Regions from separate parts of the Mus musculus genome. Here all the other regions are linked to region 4. A link is a contact called in public Hi-C and promoter capture Hi-C data. All regions are on one chromosome and are shown on one strand. Each heading gives the region's core, a stretch centred on a gene start, on an enhancer-like site or on the middle of the called end of the contact. The rest is flanking DNA. Distances are from core to core; before and after follow the strand shown.

Region 1 (2,870 bases), core at 160-2,659, 1.3 Mb before region 4:
CAGTATGTGGCCAAAGATGACCGTGGACTCTTGATCTTCCTGGCTCCACCCCACCCCCATCCCCAAGTCTGTGTGCCGTCGAGACAGCTCTTATGAGATGCAGCAGGGTATTCAAGCCTCGTTGCATTGCACTTTACCAACTGAGAGAATAGAGGTTTGATGGTTAATCCTTCCCAGCCCAGCTGCCTGACCTTAGCTGTGTCTCTCCTCTATTTCAAGATGCATTTTCCATTTCCAACTCTGTGACAGAAGGGGTCTGGGTTGAGACTATAAGATCCCTGCTCCTCCAGCTTCCTCCAAACCAGAGTCTACGCCAAATCCGAAAACCTGCAGCTCATCTTCTCTTTTGAGGATCTTTGGAAACAGTAAGGATGATGGAGATGCCTTGCGGGATGACAGGGTCTTCACTTTCAACAGATGATTTGGAATCGTCTGCCTATGTCTCCGGAAGCTCTCTGCCTTGTGTTCTGATTCCTCTCACACTTTTACTAACCAAGTTATGTGCCAGACACATGCTGGGCTCAGTTCTGCAGCCCTGGTCACTGCCTCACAGGGACCCTATGCCACTTGAGCATGTTCTATAAAGGATCATTTTAAATGTCTATTGCCAACATATTGTCAATATTCTAACAGCCTGATTGAACTGTGGCCCTACAGTAGGCATTTCTTAAGAAAGAAAGAAAGAAAGAAAGAAAGAAAGAAAGAAAGAAAGAAAACCTAAATGCAGTTCTCAAAAGGAGGATTAGGGATAAACTGAGACCCCAAGAAGTCACATCAATGAAGGGGTGCTCGGGATAGGGGCTGGGCTGGGGAGGCCAGCTAGCTGGATAGAGAAAGCAAGGGGAGAAACGCGTGGGAGGTGACTGACTGGGCTGTGCAGAGGCCAACGGGAGGGTGTCTGGGAGCCGGGCCGGGGCTGACCCACGCACGGAAGGCGGCTCCTTCGGAGGGAAGAACCGGGCAGTGACTCACTTGAGAAGCTGGGTCGGGGCCAAGAGCCGGAACCGAAGAGCAGGTTACGGTAGCGTCGAAAGGCCTCGTCGAGGACGACGCAGCCCGCCTGCGCGGCCGAACTGACATGGTACCGGAACTGGAAGTTGTTGGGGTACAGGGTGTAGCGCCGGTGGTAGGTTTGGATGTACTGGGGCCACGGCCACAGTGCCGTGGCCAAGCAAGCCAACGCCGCCGCCAGCAGCAGCGAAACCCAGAGCCTGCAGCCGGCCATGGCCCACCGGCCAGCTCCCCTTCCAGCAGGCTGAGCCCACGTGAGCCCCGGTCAGCTGAGCGGCGCCCGCGTGACAATCGGAGGGTCACGTGAACGGGAGGGAAGCAAGGCGGGCTCGATCTCAGAGATCCGTAAGCAAAGGATTCTGCAGCTCCCGACCGGGTGGGCGGTGAAGGATCGATCCCCGCCCTGGCCAAGCCTCTGTAACCCAAACCCAAGGGATGGGCTGGGAGGGACAGGCACCGCCCCAGGGCATGGAGAACTAGCCCGGAGGATACGGGAAGAAGGAAAATGAGAATCCAATTTGCAGTGTCAACTGTGTGAAAGCGCACTTGAGCAGTCTTTAAGTAATCAGCCCCAGGGGTCTCAACATGGAGCAATTGAAAGACGTCCCAAAGTGTTGAAAAATTGTTTGTGGTGATTCCTAGTTGTGATACCAGAATTAGTGAGGGAAAGGCAGGAGGATTCCTGTAAGTCTATGGCCAGTGCGGGCTATCTAGTGAGTGCCAGAACCCGGTGTGTTAGCAAAAGCCTGTAACCCGAGTGTTCAGTAGGTCAAGCCAGAAAGACTGCTGTTGTAAGTGCAGAAGCCATGTTTACTTCTATAACTGAGAAGAATTTATGAAAATTTCTCTTAGCTAGAGGTGAAGCTCAGTGCTAGATAACTTTATTAGCATGATTGAGAACGCAGGTTCAATCTTCAACCCTGAAGTGAGCAGGAGGAACAGTGGAAGAAAAGAGAGAGAACTTCCACTTTGCTCATTAATTGTGCTAGACTTGGTATCCCAGAACATGGCAATTTCCATAACCATAGTCTTAAGGCTTGCAGTGATCTTTTTTTTTTCTTTTTTTTTAAAGATTTATTTATTTATTATATGTAAGTACACTGTAGCTGTCTTCAGACACTCCAGAAGAGGGCGTTACGGATGGTTGTGAGCCACCATGTGGTTGCTGGGATTTGAACTCCGGACCTTCGGAAGAGCAGTCGGGTGCTCTTACCCACTGAGCCATCTCACCAGCCCTTGCAGTCATCTTTTAAAAACAAAGCTTTAGGAGTCTCATGAAGCCCAGGCTGGCTGCTGTACAGCTGAGGATGACCTTGAACTTCAAACTCTCTAGCGTCCATCTCCTGGGTGCTAGGTTTACAGGTAGATTATGCCTAGTACACCTGATACACAGTCATGGGGTCTGAAACCAGGGCTCGTGCATGATAGGAAGACAAATGCTCTACTGTCTGTACTACAACCTAAGCACACCCCCAGCCTCTGGACTCTGTGTTTGGGGCAGCATGTTAAGTGTGTGGAAGTACATGTGTGTATGCTAACATGTGGGCATACGTGTTGCTTGTGTGCGATGTTGTGTGTCCTTCCTCCTTAGTCATGTTGAACTGAACTACCTTCTTGATTCCCGCAGATCACGGCTCTGCCAGCCATGGTGGTTGCAGAGACCCGAGTACCAGAGGATTTCACCAAGTACACTGTGATTATAGAATAGATGATGAACTGGTGACTCAATCCATTCTTGGGGTGATAAGGCTCAGGAAGGCTAGCATCCTGGCTGATACCCTCCAAGGAAGCCTCGTCATCCTGCATGTATGCTGTGAGGATAAGGGCTGTGTGAGGCATCGGTTTGTCTCCATTGCTTT
Region 2 (2,949 bases), core at 276-2,775, 1.5 Mb before region 4:
AAAAAAAACCGTAAGTACTAACTACAAAAATATCCCCCACCCTTACATAAACATTAAAATTATACACTTAACACTTAACATTACGCTTCCCTCTTGACATCTCAGGAGTATAATTTCAACAAACATTTTATTCAATATTTTACTACTACTAAGAAAGCTGTTAATAATAACTTCAATTCTGAATGACACTTATACTTGGTCCTTGGAGAAGACTGGGTGGTAAAAAAATACTAAAAACATTAGCCTTCAGGGATTAAGAACAGCTATAAATGCTGTTTTTCTAACAAGTTCAAAAACAGTAAATCCAAAACTCCTCTAGTTAAAAACCTGTGTATCTGTACAAATCTACAGTGCTGAGACAAATATATGAAGAGTTACTTATCTTCATTGGTGTAATGCAACTTAATCCTTACAGAAGCCCAGAAGTGACAAGATATAGACTGGTTCTTTCCTTCTACTGAAGAGACAAGATGAGGAGCAAGCAGCTTGCCCTTGTAACAGCACACATACCCTCCCTGCCTGGGCTTTCACACTCTTTGCTCTCTTTCCCTTTCAGCAACCAGTCCCTGAGGCTCCAAACATGGGTCTCAGTCTGACTCCTTAAAATCCAATGGAGTGAATATACTGGACTATGTAAATAACCCCTTCGAGTTTTCCTGGAAACTTCTTTTCAACCAAAGATCCCGATTGGTTAGAAATCAGGTAACAAGGTTTGCTTAAGAGGTCTTCTAGAGAAACTACACCAGGGCGGGGGGGGGGGGGGTGTGAGGGGGCGATCCAGCACTCTGATGGTGATTTGAAGGGCTAACCGGAGACCTACTAGGTAAGAGCATCATGACATTGGGCTATCTGAAAGCTCGTATGGGTAGGGGGAAAACCTAGCAAACCTGACTGGAAGTAAGCTGCGTGAGGGTCCCTATGAAAGCTCGGGTAGCGATGACTCGTAGGATACCCAAAGATCTGGGACGTAGCAATGCATTAGGAAGCAGTAGTGGCCTTGGTTCCCAGACAAGGATCCGCTCCGACATAACGGTGTCTAGAGGTTCCAGTCAGAGTCCTAAAGAGGGTCTAAAGAGGTTCTAGCAGGAGGTGGAAGGGGGCCAGTGACAGAAGCGCCGCGGCTACTGGTGGACAGAATGGTGTCTGGTCAATGAAAGGTACGGGAGAGTCGAGTCTGGGGGTGGAATCCCGGCGGTACTCCGGCGATTGCTAGGCTTTAGGGGCAGAGCTGCTGGCGGGGCGTCTCCGCCGGGGCGGGGCGGGGCAGCCCTCCGGGAGCCAAAGAGCCGAGCGGGAGACGTGGGCCGGGCCAGGCCAGGCGGCAGGGCCGCTGGGTGCTGGGGCGGGTCTTACCTCTGGCTGCGCCGCGGTGGCCACCACAGCCCCTTCCTCTTCGGCGGTAGCCGCTTCCCCAGCTCGGTTTCCAGGGTCAGAAGGAGAAAGCAGAGGCCGAGGCCGCCGGGGGGTAGGAGGGTTCCGCGAGGGTGGGCCCAGTCGCCTCAGGGTCCGAGAGAGCGGCGGCCGCGCATCCCCCGCCCTGTCAGAGAGACTCCGCCCGGACTGGGCAGGCACATCCCCCGCCGCACCCCGCCCAGAGAGCACGCGTTGGAAGCTAAACCGCGGTCCCTGCTTTTGCCCGGGGACCGGTATCTCCGCCGCAGTCCCTCCCCGTCCTGCCAGGACTTTCCGACGGCCACCGCCAACTGCCTCTGCGTCCCCAGTCCTCTCAGGCCTGCGCGCCCCCGACCCCGCTCACGCGGCCCCGCCCCGCGCGGCTCTCCAGCAGCAGCCGAGCAGGCGCGCGCGCACTTACCTCCCACGCCCCCTGCTGCCAAGCCCCGGACAGCCCCGCCCGGCCCCGCCTCCGCACGTGACGCTGCTGGAGCGGGCTGCCTGCGCTTGCGCGGACACGCCTATTTTCCACCCTCCGAATGGCCCCGCCTCCCCATTCCTTCTTCACTTTACGGCAGGGCTGAGACCTCCGTGTTAGATTCTCGATTACTACATAAAAACGTCGTAAGGTTGGAAAGGCAAACTCTGGGATTACGACCTTAAGTCTCACTTTCCGGCCAGTACAGAGCTCCCTGAAGGCTGGTTGGGTTGGTGAGGCCTGAGGAATAGGTAAGACGCCTCCTCCCTACTTAGGTTTGTCTCAGTTTTTGGAAGCAGTGGATCGCTTTGCGCTCCACGCAGACTCTAGTGTGTCCGAGCCCCTTCCTCATTCTGCAGCTGGATTCTCAGCGCCGCCCCTTTTCCACACACGCACGCCCCTCCCCCCACTTGTTCCCGCCCCCGTGGCCAAGTATTTCTTTCCATTCATTCCACAGACTTTTCACTGAGTTGTTTCTATGCTGTAAAATCCAGAATATTAGAAGAAAATGAAAAAATATCCGCTCTTTTGAAGTGCTGTGATGTAGGAAACAAAGAATCCGCAATGGTAACACAGTAAAATAACACGGGATGAGCTGAACACAAACGGGGGAGTGGGGGGGGGGGGGTCCTTGATTGCAGAAGAGGACTTTTCCCAAATGACTTTCAGGCCTGTGGAGAACTCGTGTTAAAACCTTGGTGGACCGAAACTGGCCAGAAAGAAAATGGGAGTAGAGAAAGGCTAGTACAAAGGCATGTGACAAACAACCTAAGAGTAAAAAGCAAGAGGATTGGCATATACCTAGTAAAAACCGCGCAGGTAGACTTCCATTTGAAACAACTAGACTATGTGGCGAGTGAATTTAAGGCCAATCTTGATCACAAGGCGGGGGAAACTTAACTATAACAAGTGCAAGAAATAATCAGATGCAGGTGCAAAGGCTGTTTTTGAAGATGGCTGATTGCCTGGGATGGCTGGCCTGTTAGCTCCTGAAAGAATAAGGCAGCTAGATCTCCAAGTGGGAAGCCAGTCTGAGCCAATTTTAAAAAAAAAAAAAAAAAAAAAAAAAAAAGCAGATA
Region 3 (2,901 bases), core at 88-2,587, 1.3 Mb after region 4:
TGGAGAGATGGTTCAGCCATTAGGTTAAAAGTACTGGTTGCGGGGCTGGAGAGATGGCTTGGCGGTTCAGAGCACTGACTGCTCTGCCAGAGGTCCTGAGTTCAATTCCCAGCAACCACATGGTGGCTCACAACCATCTGTAATGAGATCTGATGCACTCTTCTAGTGTGTGTCTGAAGACAGTTGCAGTGTACTCATATAAATAAAAATAAATAAATCTTAAAAACACACACAGCACTAGTTAAAAAAAAAAAAAAAAAAGAGAGTACTGGTTGCTCTTCCAGAGGACCTGGGTTTCATGTGGTAATTCATGACCACCTGTAAACCAATTCCAGGGAACTAACTGGAACTCTCTTCTGACTTTCTTCCCAGCATGGCACCCATGTGGTGTGCAGACATGTAGGCAAAACACACATACACATATGCATATAGGAAAATAAACAAATAAAAGAACAAAGGATGGTGCCATACCTCCACTTGGTAAAGTACTTGCCAAAGTGCGCACCATATTTGCACCAAGCCTTGGGTCTGAAACCCAGGAGAAAAAGAAGAAAGCTGCATTCCTATATCCTAAGACATTAAAAATACTTTTTTTTTTTTCTGTTTTGTTTTGTTTTGGGGACAGGTTTTCTGTCCTGGAACTCTCCTTGTAGTCCAGGCTGGCCTCGAACTCATAGAGACCTGCCTGCCTTCTGAGTGCTGAGATTAAAGGTATGCAACCACCACACCCGGCTAAGAATACTTTCTAAGAAAATTTGTTAAAAGTGACTATTATCAGTGTGGATTTAAGGTGTGCATCAGAGTGTTTGTAAAATAACCGGGAGTATTCAGTAGATAATTACTGAGCTTCCCCGTCAAGGTATCCTGAAGTATGCCATAGAAATGATCCCTAACAGGACCTTACGTGTCATACACCTGCAATGGCAGCAAGGCAGGAGGCCGAGGAAAAGAAGCGAACTAATTCCTAAGTGTCAGGCTCACCCAAGCCTCTTCTCCAGCCCAATAGATGCTCCCACCACACGTCCGTGAACTCTGCCGCCCTCCCCGCTACTGTCTCTCTAGCAATGGAGTCGTTTGTCTTTCGGTTACAGAATTCTCCCTGCCACACATAAATGTTCCTCATGAGTTTGAGCCAGACTGCCTGGAATACAACGACAAAAATATGGCCAAGTCCAAGTCCCCAAGACTGGCCAGCCTCCCCAGGTAACGGCTGCGAAGCCAGCCCTGGGTCATCAGAAGAAGTTTGAGCTTGCGGCTGAGAGAACGCCAAACTAGACAGGGCCAGACTTACCGCACGTCCGTACCACTCGCGCACGCCGCCAGTGCCTGTGCCGACTGACCAATTAGGTGCCTTAGCGGAGCTAGACACGCCCCGCTCAAGCTTGCACTCGAACTTCCGGCTCCGCCTACCGTGGTGCATCGCGGGAGTTGAGTCGGGCAGGACATTACTTCCGCCCTGAACTGAGCGACTCTTCTCCCTAGGGAGGGGCTTCCAGATTTGGTTTAGGCTTTTTCGGGATTCTAGCGAGATTGTCCGCGATACGGAGCCTTCAGTACTGATCGCAAACTTGCCCCGGATCCTTTCACTGACAAAACCGTGACTTCGTGGCCGCCACCTCTCCGGGTGTGCCCAAACTCGAGAGTTGCACTGACAGCCCTTTTGTCTTGCTTGTGCGATTTTCTGAATGGCTTTCAGGTTTCGAACTAATAAACGTTTCTTCCCTTCCTTTTTCCTTTCCCTTTCTTTCTTTCTTTCTTTCTTTCTTTCTTTCTTTCTTTCTTTCTTTCTTTCTCTTTCTTTCTTTCTTTCTCTCTCTCTTTCTCTCTCTCCTTTCTCTCTCTTCTCTCTTTCTTTCTTTTTCTTTCTTTCTTTCTTTCTTTCTTTCTCTCTCTTTCTCTTTCTCTCTCTCTTTCTCTCTCTTTCTCTCTCTCTTCCTCTCTCTCTCTCTCTCTCTCTCTCTCTCTCTCTCTCTCTCTCTTTCTTTGTATAGCCCTGGCTGTCCTGGAACTCACTTTGTAGACCAGGCTGGCCTCGAACTCTGAAATCCGCCTGCTTCTGCCTCCCGAGTGCTGGGATTAAAGGCGTGCAGGCGTGCGCCACCACTGCTATCCCTATTCTCCTTTCTAACATGACGCGGAAAGGGACCTGGCTCGATTCCTGATAGGTAACGTTCAGCATTTGAGTGCAGCACTTAGTCCGGTTTGAAAGTAGTTACATGAGTGACCGAGATTTAGGAGACCCTAAGCAAACCCATACATCGTGTCTGCAGGGTAAGACTTCTAGCATGTAAAATGAAAACAGGACTTGCTACTTAATGCTTATAATGTGAGCCAGATGCGTTGCTTCTAACACCTCAATGAACTGGGGTGTGGCTAGGGATGTTGCTCAGCAATCAATGTGTTTGTATAGCCTGCGCTAAACTTGCAGTGGCACCACCCTGTAATCGAACAACAGGGGGTGAAAGCAGGACTGGCTGGTAGTGCTAGCACATGCCTTTAATGCCAGCTTTCAAGAGGCAGAGAAAGGCAGATCTCTAAGTTAAAGGACAGCCTGGTCTGCAGAGTTCCTGGAAAGTCAGGAGCCCTGTGGGTGGTGGTGGGGGAGTAATTTGGCCAGGGTTGTCAGGAACCATAATGGGACAAGCTAATAACTAGCAGTTGATCATCCTGAAGTGGCCTGCTTCGGATTATTATTATTTTTTCTTTTCTTTTTTTTTTTTTTTTTTTTTGGTTTTTCGAGACAGGGTTTCTCTGTATAGCCCTGGCTGTCCTGGAACTCACTTTGTAGACCAGGCTGGCCTCGAACTCAGAAATCCGCCTGCCTCTGCCTCCCAAGTGCTGGAATTAAAGGCGTGCGCCACCACCACCCGGCTCGGATTATTATATAATTTGTGACAGGTG
Region 4 (2,700 bases), core at 9-2,508:
CTATATCTATATCTATATCTATCTATCTATCTATCTATATCTATAGTGTACTTCAATTCAAGCCTTTTGGCAGGAAGAACTAAGAATCCTGAATGGGTGTTGAGCAAACAGGCCCAGAATCTGGGGATGAGCTTGCTATCTGTTCTCTCCTCCCCAGCCCTAGACAGGAAGGTGACAAGAGACGTCTGTTCTATCCTTCAAGAAGCCCCTGCCTGCAGGACAGTCTAAGTCATAAACTAATTCCTGACCTCTTCAGGGAAGGAGGAATCCTAAGAACCGGGCAGAAGAGCCGGGCGTGGTGGTGCACGCTTTTAATCGCAGCACTTGGGAGGCAGAGGCAGGCAGATTTCTGAGTTCAAGGCCAGCCTGGTCTACAAAGTGAGTTCCAGGAGAGCCAGGGCTATACAGAGAAACCCTGTCTCAAAAAAAAAAAAAAAAAAAAAAAAAAAAAAAAAACCACAAACAAACAAAAACAACAACAACAAAAAAGAACGGGGCAGAAAATGGAGGATTCGTTCAGCATTGCCAAAGCTTTCAATGCACCGTCAATACAGGAGAACCACAGAGGACCAGAATACTCCAAGGACAGTCAGGCTTTGGAGAGAGGAAGCCAAAGCAAACAAGCCAGGCAGCTTGCAGGCCCAGCTTTCTGTTCTGTGCATCTTCACCAGGACACAGGAGACTCCTGCTCCCTGCGCTGCTACCCTAGGGCGACTCTTTTTCCATTTCTCTACAAATGCCTTGTGGGTTATGGCTCCCTCTGCCTAGGGCTCTGTTTTCTTTCTATGCATGATGGGCTATCCTGGAAATAGTAACGGGATGGGCTAAGATTAGGGAAGATGGGGCTGCGCGGCTTCCAAAGCTACAGCTGGTGCCGTAGGGAGAACAAATCGGTGGTAGCATCCCCACACCTTGTCTGGCACCCACTTCATATCCTATCCCCTTCACTCTCCTTCCTCCTAGAGGCAGAGAGTACAGGTCTTGGGGTGCCCCTCTGTCCGCGGTGCTGGGTAGCCACTCACCGGCCCCCGGCCCCACGCTGCCCGGCTCTGGGGACAAGCAGCCCTTCTGCGAACCCAGAAAGCCGAAGCTCGACTGCTGGAAACGATCAAAATCCCCTAAGGGCAGTGCCCGGTAGCCAGACCTTCCAAGCATGACTTCTAACCGGGACACGCCCCGATCCTCTGCTGGGAGACTGCCCTGCCCAGCCTGTGGCAGCTCCGCCCCTCCTCGTTCCCACTGCTTCCGGCTTTACTCCGTCACTAACAACAGTGGCTGAGTAGGATCAGGAATCAGGCCGGGTCCACCATGCCTGCCGCTCCACAGCACCCCCTGCGCTGGGAGGACCGAACGGCGGGAGCACAGTTTGGGGATGTGGCCTTGGTTCTAAGGTTGAGGCTTCCTGACCACCTCCTACCTGGCCTTAGGAAAGGAGGCAAGGAAGTTTGGCTTTAAAGGAGCATTGCAGGAGCGTTTTCTCCAGAAGCAGAGAAATGTTTTTGGCCTCAAACCATTCCTCCAAACTCAACACACTTATGAGTTATGGGTGTGCTTATCCAGATGTAGGATTTCTTCTGGTGTGGTCAGCAAACTGGTATTTTTTGTTTGTTTGTTTCCCCACAGCCAAGAAAACAGAGCCTGCCATACAGAGTCCTGTTCTTATTTGCTTAATGATGGCAGATCCAAGTCACTGTGGACAAGTTGAAGTCAGAAGGCCCCAACTTTGGTATAAAAGAAAAATTTCACATGCAGACACCCCAGGAATCCTGGCAGTGGATGGTGGTGGTGGTGGCTGCAGCAGCAGCAGCAAAGCATTACATGAGACTCCTTGATCCAGGCACTTGAGGTAACTTTGTCTTTCCGTGGCTTCAGAAAGCCCAAATGAAGGTAGAAAATATACCCCAGTAGGATGCTGGGAGGCTGGCAGGAGGCCATTTTACAAAGCAAGAAAAGACGAATCTTTCCCAGTCTTGCCTCCCTGGATCCTTGCCATAGCTCATTTCTAAGTTCCCCTGCCTATGACTGCTAGCCTGGCTAATTTTATGTCAACTTGACACAAGCTAGAATAATCTGAAAAGAGGGATCTCCAATTGAGAAAATGGTTGTGCTGTAGGCAAGCCTGAAGAGCATTTTCCTAATTTATGATTGACGTTGCAGGGCCCATTCCATTGTGGGTGGGGCCAACCCTGGGCTGCTGGTCCTGGGTTCATTAAGAAAGCAGGCTGAACAAGCCAGTAAGCAGCATCCTCCATGGCCTTTGCAGCAGCTCCTGCATCCAGGTTCCTGCCCTATTTGAGTCCTGGCTTCCCTCATTGATGGACCACCATATGGAAATGTAAGCAAAATAAAGCCTTTCCTACCCAACTTGCTCTTTACTCACGGTGTTTTGTCACAGCAATAAAAACCCTAAGATGAGTTGGTACCGGGAGTGAGGTTTTAATTAATTTCAAATGTAGTCAAGTTGACAACCCAGAATTGCCATACAAGTCCACCCCTTGCCAACTTGACACACAATCATATCTTCTTATCAATTTCCAAGTGAAAACATTAAGCAAATCATAATAATACCTAAACATGATATAACTATCTGACATACAATTACAAACACATTATATTTAACCATGTTATAATTACACCTAACCAGATAAAACTATCCCTCATACAACTGCAAATGCATTGCAAATTTAGAGTAGATGCCAG
Region 5 (2,798 bases), core at 272-2,771, 1.4 Mb before region 4:
CCTGCCTCCCCAAGCTTACCCCTAATGTGCATAAAAATAGTAAGGAGACAGAATCAAGTTGGTAGCCTTCAAGGTAACTACTTCATTCATTGACCAAAAGGATATAATGCATGCCCTTCTGGATATTTCACCCGAGGTTAGTCACTACATCGAGGATGGCCCGTACTTACAAGGAGACCAGTAATTTAGCAGCCTGGAGTGACACAGGACCAGAGGCCAAACCTAAGAATATTAATAGATCACACCGGATTCCAAAACCTAGCTGCCTCCATGCACGACTGGATTTTCACTATAAGGTTCACTTTTTCCAAACTACCAGTGTCCTGGATTTGGAAAAAGTGGTCGAGCTCTTATCTTACTATGACTGGGTATTTACTGGGTCTTTATAGCCTTCAGACTAGAAGATGCCCGGCTTTTTCAAAACCAGTATGCCGGCCACCTTGTGCATGCAGCCCCATCTTCCTCATAGCACTGACTTGACAAAATCTGCTTCCCTAATTAGACCGAGCTCTGTGGGCTATGTGTGTTCTGGTAGCGTCGGGCTCCAGTTTCTGTCGGGAACGGGTATGGGTTGATCGCCCACCCTCCCCCTCGCCAGCACGTGGGAGCAGCATGACCGATTAATCAGACGCATCGCAGTACGTGCCGCCCCTCCGCCGCAGGATGGAGCGCGAGAGCAATGAGGGCCCGTGCCCACCACCAAAAATCTGCGGGCACACAAAACAGGCAGCAATAGCGGCCAACCTTTCTTGCCAGGCCACCGGGAATACAAAAGTTACGTAACTTGTAGCTGCATTACCAAGGACCGCTAGTGACTGCATCCTACCTCCATGCACCGGACCACGAGGAGTCCGCGGACGTGACTAGAATGCGGGGGGAGGGGAAAAGCTGCGAGGGGGAGGGGCGAGGATATGGAGGTTGAAAGGATGCTGCGGCGCGGACGTGACCGGATCGGAGGGGGGAGGGGCGACGAAGAGCTGCGAACACTGGCGCGGGAAGAGAACGCTGACCTGAAAGGAGGATGAACGCGGAGGCTGAATGGGGGGTGGGGGTGGGGTGAGTAGGGGAATTATTTCAAGTAGAGATTAAGAGGAGGGCACCGAATTATGAGGGCACAGAGCTAAGAGGAAGGTCGTAAGTCGTAGTGGATGTAGGAGGACGAGCATCGGAGCAGGGCGAGAACAGGGTGGCGAGGATAGCAATAGTAAGATAAGAGGCTGGAACCAGATTGAGATGGAAGAGAGAGCAGAATGAGACCGTGGGAAAGGAGCTAGCCGGCCACCCTCAATTTGGAGGATTAAGACTTGGACTCAAGTGTGGCTCCTCCCCAACCCGGAGTGGGATGCTCGATGCCTGGCGCCTGAGTCCCGCGTGGGCAGGCAGGCCTGCGTTACACACCAGTGGGCATCGGCTCTGGGGACAGATGGCTTAGGTTCTCCCCGCTCACCTCGGGCGTACTTCGGTTCCTGCTGCGATACCTAGAGCGGACGTCAGTCAAGTGAAGACGAGTCGCTGCTGTGCGGGGCTGCGCCGACTGGGCCTCAAGGTTATCACAGCTGCGGGCCGCCGCAATCCCTCCGCAGCCCCGCCCCTCGCCCAATCCGGGCTGCGGCCGGCGGCGCCCCGCCTCTCAACGGGGCGCCCGCACCTCCTGAGAGAAGCTCAGGGTAGGCGGGACAAGCAGGTTGCCCTTTTGAGGAGGACTACCTTCCGTGGCGGAAGGACATCGTAGACCAAATTTGCTCAAGGGTTATCCTGTTGACCAATGGGGAAGTGGTGAGGGAGCAAGGCCCGCCCACCGGGCCAGCGCCGCCGCCGCCACCACCACCCCTAGGTTCCCGGGCGCCACCGCCACCTGTTGCTTTAGATCGGCTACAAAATGTTCCCTTTTTGGCCTTTTGCCCAGGTCTCCCCATCTGCCCTGGCCTACCAGGGCGGTGCCCAGATTTATAGGTCCACGGACATTCCTCCAGCCCCGCCCGGAGACTCTCCACCCTCCCGGCGCCCGCCCCAGTACACCCTCTGAGGCTGAGCGGAACGGGAAGCTGGGGTGATGGGAGCAAGAGAGTGGTGGAAGGTCTGGGCTGCCTCCTAGAGGGTTCCAGACTTAGAGGCTGGGTAGGAAGAACTTAAGTCTCTCTTTGGAACGTGAGCGCGACCTCCTAATAAGGAGGGCTAGATTGGACCCATGTTAATACTTTGAGTCTCGAATCCTGCACTTTTAAAATGCCTGGACCTGGACGCAGCAAACCAATCCAAGGTAATTAGTGCAGAACTGGACCTACGTGTAGCCATTATCTATGCAGGAGTCAACACTGGTTTTTGACTCAGGCGTGTATGTATTTAAATTTGTAGTATTGGAGGCATTAACAATTTTTTCCCTACAAAGTATTTTCTAATTTCCCAACTGTTAACACTAGTCTTCATTCCGCAGAGTTTTGAAAGCAGATACAATGTTGCCACATTCTAAATGGGAAGACTGTACCTTAGGTTTTGGATTTTTTTTGGTTTTGTTTTGTTCTTTTGTTTTTCTTGGTAAAAGATGGGTGTGACCATTTCAAGCAGACACTTCTTTGTAGTTGAATCACAGGCCTTCATCCCATTTTCGGTCAGTTTTGATTAGAGGGAAGGGTAACATAAATGCAATTTGTAGTGAAATAAAGTTTTTTAGTTTCTTCTATAAGTCCCCTTGGTCCCCTTAGTTTAGGGAAGTAAATGCTTGGTTATTATGGTGGAAAGAACATGAAGTTGGGGAGGGGGAGGTTATATCTGTGGAGGAAATCATTCCTTTCTGCAAG
Region 6 (2,887 bases), core at 267-2,766, 1.2 Mb before region 4:
ACAGAATCTATATCTTAAGTACTGTATCTATTAAGGGTTCAGCTTTAATAGATTTTCAGACTGGCCAATCCTTCAAGTTACTGGAAGAGGGAGGTCTCTTAAGCCTCTACTTCCTTCAAAACACTTTCCTGGCTCTGGTGTCCTATTTTCAAGGTATTAAGTCTAAAGCAAACAAAACAAGATAAACCCAGTCTTGGAAAGGCATTAAGTGCTTTGTCATGACCTCTAACTAATTTGCCCAATACTTCCCATTTACTGATTGAGTTTTAAACTTCAGCCTTGTAACTATTGTGAACCTTCTGTTTTGACCCAAGGCCATCTTCCTCTCCTCCTCTGTTGAAATAGCCATCCATCAACCCAGCTCACTTCTGCACTATTTCCAGATAAGCAGTCTCTCTTGGTCTTTGTAGATGTGGTTTGCCTGCACTGTTTCCTGGAATTATCACTGTAATTTACATAAAATGTAAGATTTATTATGTATCAGAAAACCTCTCTGCTCCATTGCTGGGGACTGAAATTGGGGCCTTTGTGCATGCTGGACAGGTGTATGCCACCACAAGGTATATACACTTTTATTTTTAGAGTCTCGGGTGCCTCCGCTATAATCTGGGTACTAGGACTCTGTGGTAATGAGCACTAATCTATGGAAGGCCCTTAGTGATTGAGGAATTGATGGCCTTAATTGAGGAACAGGACTGTCACATTGTTCCGGACCCTCAAGAAGTGCTTGTCAAGATGAGTTCAGGAACTGAGTCTTTACTATGACGTCACATCAGGGGGACCCAAGAACCGCTGTAGAGCCACGAGTGGACAGCAACACTCCAACTACCTGTCACCCAACTTGGAGGTTCCGCGTACTACTACCTTCCAGGCAGTAACTCGGGCAACCGGAATTTTAGCAGCACAGCTACCGGCTTCCCGGAACTAGCCAGGGCGTGTCAGATGTGCCTGTGAGGCCCGGAAGCGAGAAAGGTCCTCGGAGAAAACCTCCGCTTGGGCGCTCCCCAGACTCCTCCCCACGACCGGAAGGCCCCAGCCTCCTCACGTCAAGGAGCCACAGCTTCCCAGTGTCTCCGGGCCACCGCCGCGCCGCCGCGCTCCCGTCCTGCTCAGGCTCGGCCGTGGGGTCTCCCCAAATACTACGCAGGGGCCAAGGGGCGTGGCGCGGTGACGTGCAGCGGACCGACGCGATGACGTAGCGCGGCGCGGTGACGCACGCCCCTTTGTTGGCTCAGTAGCGGTAGCAGCGGCCGCGGAGGTGGCGCAGGGGACTGTTTTCCGTCCGAGCCCGGAGCGGAGCGGCGTCTGACTGAGGCCGGCAGCAAGCGGCCCCCGCGCTCCCTCCCGCCCTGCTCCGCGCCCTCCCCGCCGCCGCCACCGCCCGCCTCCAACCGCCGCACGCGGGGAGCAGCCGCGGCCCACGGGGCCGGAACCAGGCCTGCGTCCGGACGGCAGCCGGAGCCGGAGCGAGAGCCGGGGCCTCGGCGTCCCCGCCCTCTCCGCGCCGCGGCCAGCGTCTGCCGGGCCCGCGCGCGTCGCGCCATGGACTCGGACGAGGGCTACAACTACGAGTTCGACGAGGACGAGGAGTGCAGCGAGGAGGACAGCGGCGCCGAGGAGGAGGAGGACGACGACGAGGACGAGCCGGACGATGATAACCTGGATCTGGGCGAGGTGGAGCTGGTGGAGCCCGGGCTGGGCGTCGGCGGGGAGCGAGACGGACTGCTGTGCGGGGAGACTGGCGGTGGCGGCGGCAGCGCTCTGGGTCCGGGAGGCGGCGGCGGCGGTGGCGGTGGCGGCGGCGGCCCGGGACACGAGCAGGAGGAGGATTACCGCTACGAGGTGCTCACGGCCGAACAGATCCTGCAGCACATGGTGGAATGTATCCGGGAGGTCAACGAGGTCATCCAGGTGAGGGGCCCCGCCACGCCATCTGGCCCCGGAGCCGGCTTAGGGAGCGGACCCAAGGCGGCCTGTGCGGCGCCGAAGAGCAGGCCAGGGCCTGGCTCGTCACGGGCCTGTGTGCCCTGCCGGCCGGTCGGGAGGTGCGCTTGGGCGGTGCTTCCCGGAGTCCTGGCATGGCGGAGGCCTGGGGCTGCCTGAGCGGCTATGGCCGGCAGTTCCTGCATGACTACGGCCGGAGGATGGGATACCGGGGCGGGCTAGAGGCGGGTGAGGTGGTGAGTGTGAAAGAGGTGTCAGAAAGAACCCGGCCCTTTTCTCAAGGTTTATCCCTAGCCCTTGAGTCTTTTGAGCAGTTTCAGATGGGATTAGGGCAGGCCCTTCAGAGCAGCTTTAGTGTATGATTGCTCCAAGTGGGCACCGGCTAATAAAGAAATGGATCTCCTTGGCAGTCCTAAGTGGCTACTTAAAGGTGGGGGAAGGGAACTATTTCTCGGAAGAGGTGCTGATGGACCTTATTTTCTGATGGTGAGGCTTATGCCTACATTTTTGGGGGAGTGGGAGGAGTATGTTTTCTTTGGGACCTAACTGCTACTTCTTCCATTGGTAGCAAGTAACTTGATGGAAGCTGTTGGAATAGTTATTGCAGATCCCCTACCCACCCTTGCAGCTTCGGCAACAATAAAACACAGTGTTGTCTAATTGGACAAAACTCTATTGTGAATTAGAAAGTAGAGGCATTCCGGCTTCTGGACTCTATTCTCTGAAGGTTTCTGTTTCGTGCATAGAAGTTAAACTTGCTTCAGACCAGAAACTGCATCCTATTTAACGCTATATACATCCCGATTTTGTATTTTTGAGCTTTAGGAAATAAATTTACATTTGTTTGGGGGAAAAGTTGTTACAAATGGGATATGATTGGAAAGTAAAGATAACATAGGACCCGGTGGTGAAAGTCTGAAATTTCAGTTACTTAGAAGGTCGA

The links. Promoter capture Hi-C pulls out the DNA fragments that hold promoters and counts their contacts. Hi-C and Micro-C count contacts between places; a contact is called where the count stands out from the background.
Region 1: a Hi-C map of B cells shows a contact between it and region 4, with 9 read pairs. The contact joins the promoter of Hexa here to the promoter of Stoml1 in region 4. A contact is called at or near these places in 1 of 39 promoter capture datasets (liver), 1 of 484 Hi-C or Micro-C datasets (B cells) and 1 of 115 datasets of contacts at active chromatin or transcription factors (bone marrow-derived dendritic cells).
Region 2: a promoter capture Hi-C map of erythroid cells shows a contact between it and region 4, with 30 times the contacts expected there. The contact joins the promoter of Myo9a here to the promoter of Stoml1 in region 4. A contact is called at or near these places in 1 of 39 promoter capture datasets (erythroid cells) and 1 of 9 other capture datasets (adipose tissue).
Region 3: a promoter capture Hi-C map of erythroid cells shows a contact between it and region 4, with 27 times the contacts expected there. The contact joins the promoter of Snupn here to the promoter of Stoml1 in region 4. A contact is called at or near these places in 3 of 39 promoter capture datasets (erythroid cells, liver and pre-B cells), 1 of 484 Hi-C or Micro-C datasets (B cells) and 1 of 115 datasets of contacts at active chromatin or transcription factors (large pre-B cells).
Region 5: a contact with region 4 is called in a Hi-C map of B cells, with 5 read pairs. The contact joins the promoter of Pkm here to the promoter of Stoml1 in region 4. A contact is called at or near these places in 2 of 39 promoter capture datasets (liver and pre-B cells), 1 of 484 Hi-C or Micro-C datasets (B cells) and 1 of 115 datasets of contacts at active chromatin or transcription factors (pancreatic cancer cells).
Region 6: a contact with region 4 is called in a promoter capture Hi-C map of erythroid cells, with 23 times the contacts expected there. The contact joins the promoter of Arih1 here to the promoter of Stoml1 in region 4. A contact is called at or near these places in 3 of 39 promoter capture datasets (erythroid cells, liver and pre-B cells), 1 of 484 Hi-C or Micro-C datasets (CD8 T cells), 1 of 115 datasets of contacts at active chromatin or transcription factors (pancreatic cancer cells) and 1 of 9 other capture datasets (liver).

What each region holds. Positions count from the first base shown.
Region 1 is chr9:59,538,079-59,540,948 of GRCm38.p6, reverse strand. Hexa (hexosaminidase A) reads right to left here and starts at 1,409. Exons shown (of 14, transcript NM_010421.5): 1 at 973-1,409. The coding sequence starts at 1,225. It also overlaps a transcript of Tmem202 not described here.
Region 2 is chr9:59,749,750-59,752,698 of GRCm38.p6, reverse strand. Myo9a (myosin IXa) reads right to left here and starts at 1,525. Exons shown (of 44, transcript NM_173018.2): 1 at 1,354-1,525. Senp8 (SUMO/sentrin specific peptidase 8) reads left to right here and starts at 2,050. Exons shown (of 2, transcript NM_027838.3): 1 at 2,050-2,121.
Region 3 is chr9:56,949,344-56,952,244 of GRCm38.p6, reverse strand. Snupn (snurportin 1) reads right to left here and starts at 1,337. Exons shown (of 9, transcript NM_178374.4): 1 at 1,292-1,337.
Region 4 is chr9:58,251,722-58,254,421 of GRCm38.p6, reverse strand. Stoml1 (stomatin-like 1) reads right to left here and starts at 1,258. Exons shown (of 7, transcript NM_026942.3): 1 at 1,023-1,258. The coding sequence starts at 1,155.
Region 5 is chr9:59,655,299-59,658,096 of GRCm38.p6, reverse strand. Pkm (pyruvate kinase, muscle) reads right to left here and starts at 1,521. Exons shown (of 11, transcript NM_011099.4): 1 at 1,448-1,521. It overlaps Gm51708 (a long non-coding RNA gene), which reads left to right and starts at 2,191. Exons shown (of 4, transcript XR_003948336.1): 1 at 2,191-2,260.
Region 6 is chr9:59,485,003-59,487,889 of GRCm38.p6, reverse strand. It overlaps Arih1 (ariadne RBR E3 ubiquitin protein ligase 1), which reads left to right and starts at 1,516. Exons shown (of 14, transcript NM_019927.2): 1 at 1,516-1,911. The coding sequence starts at 1,543.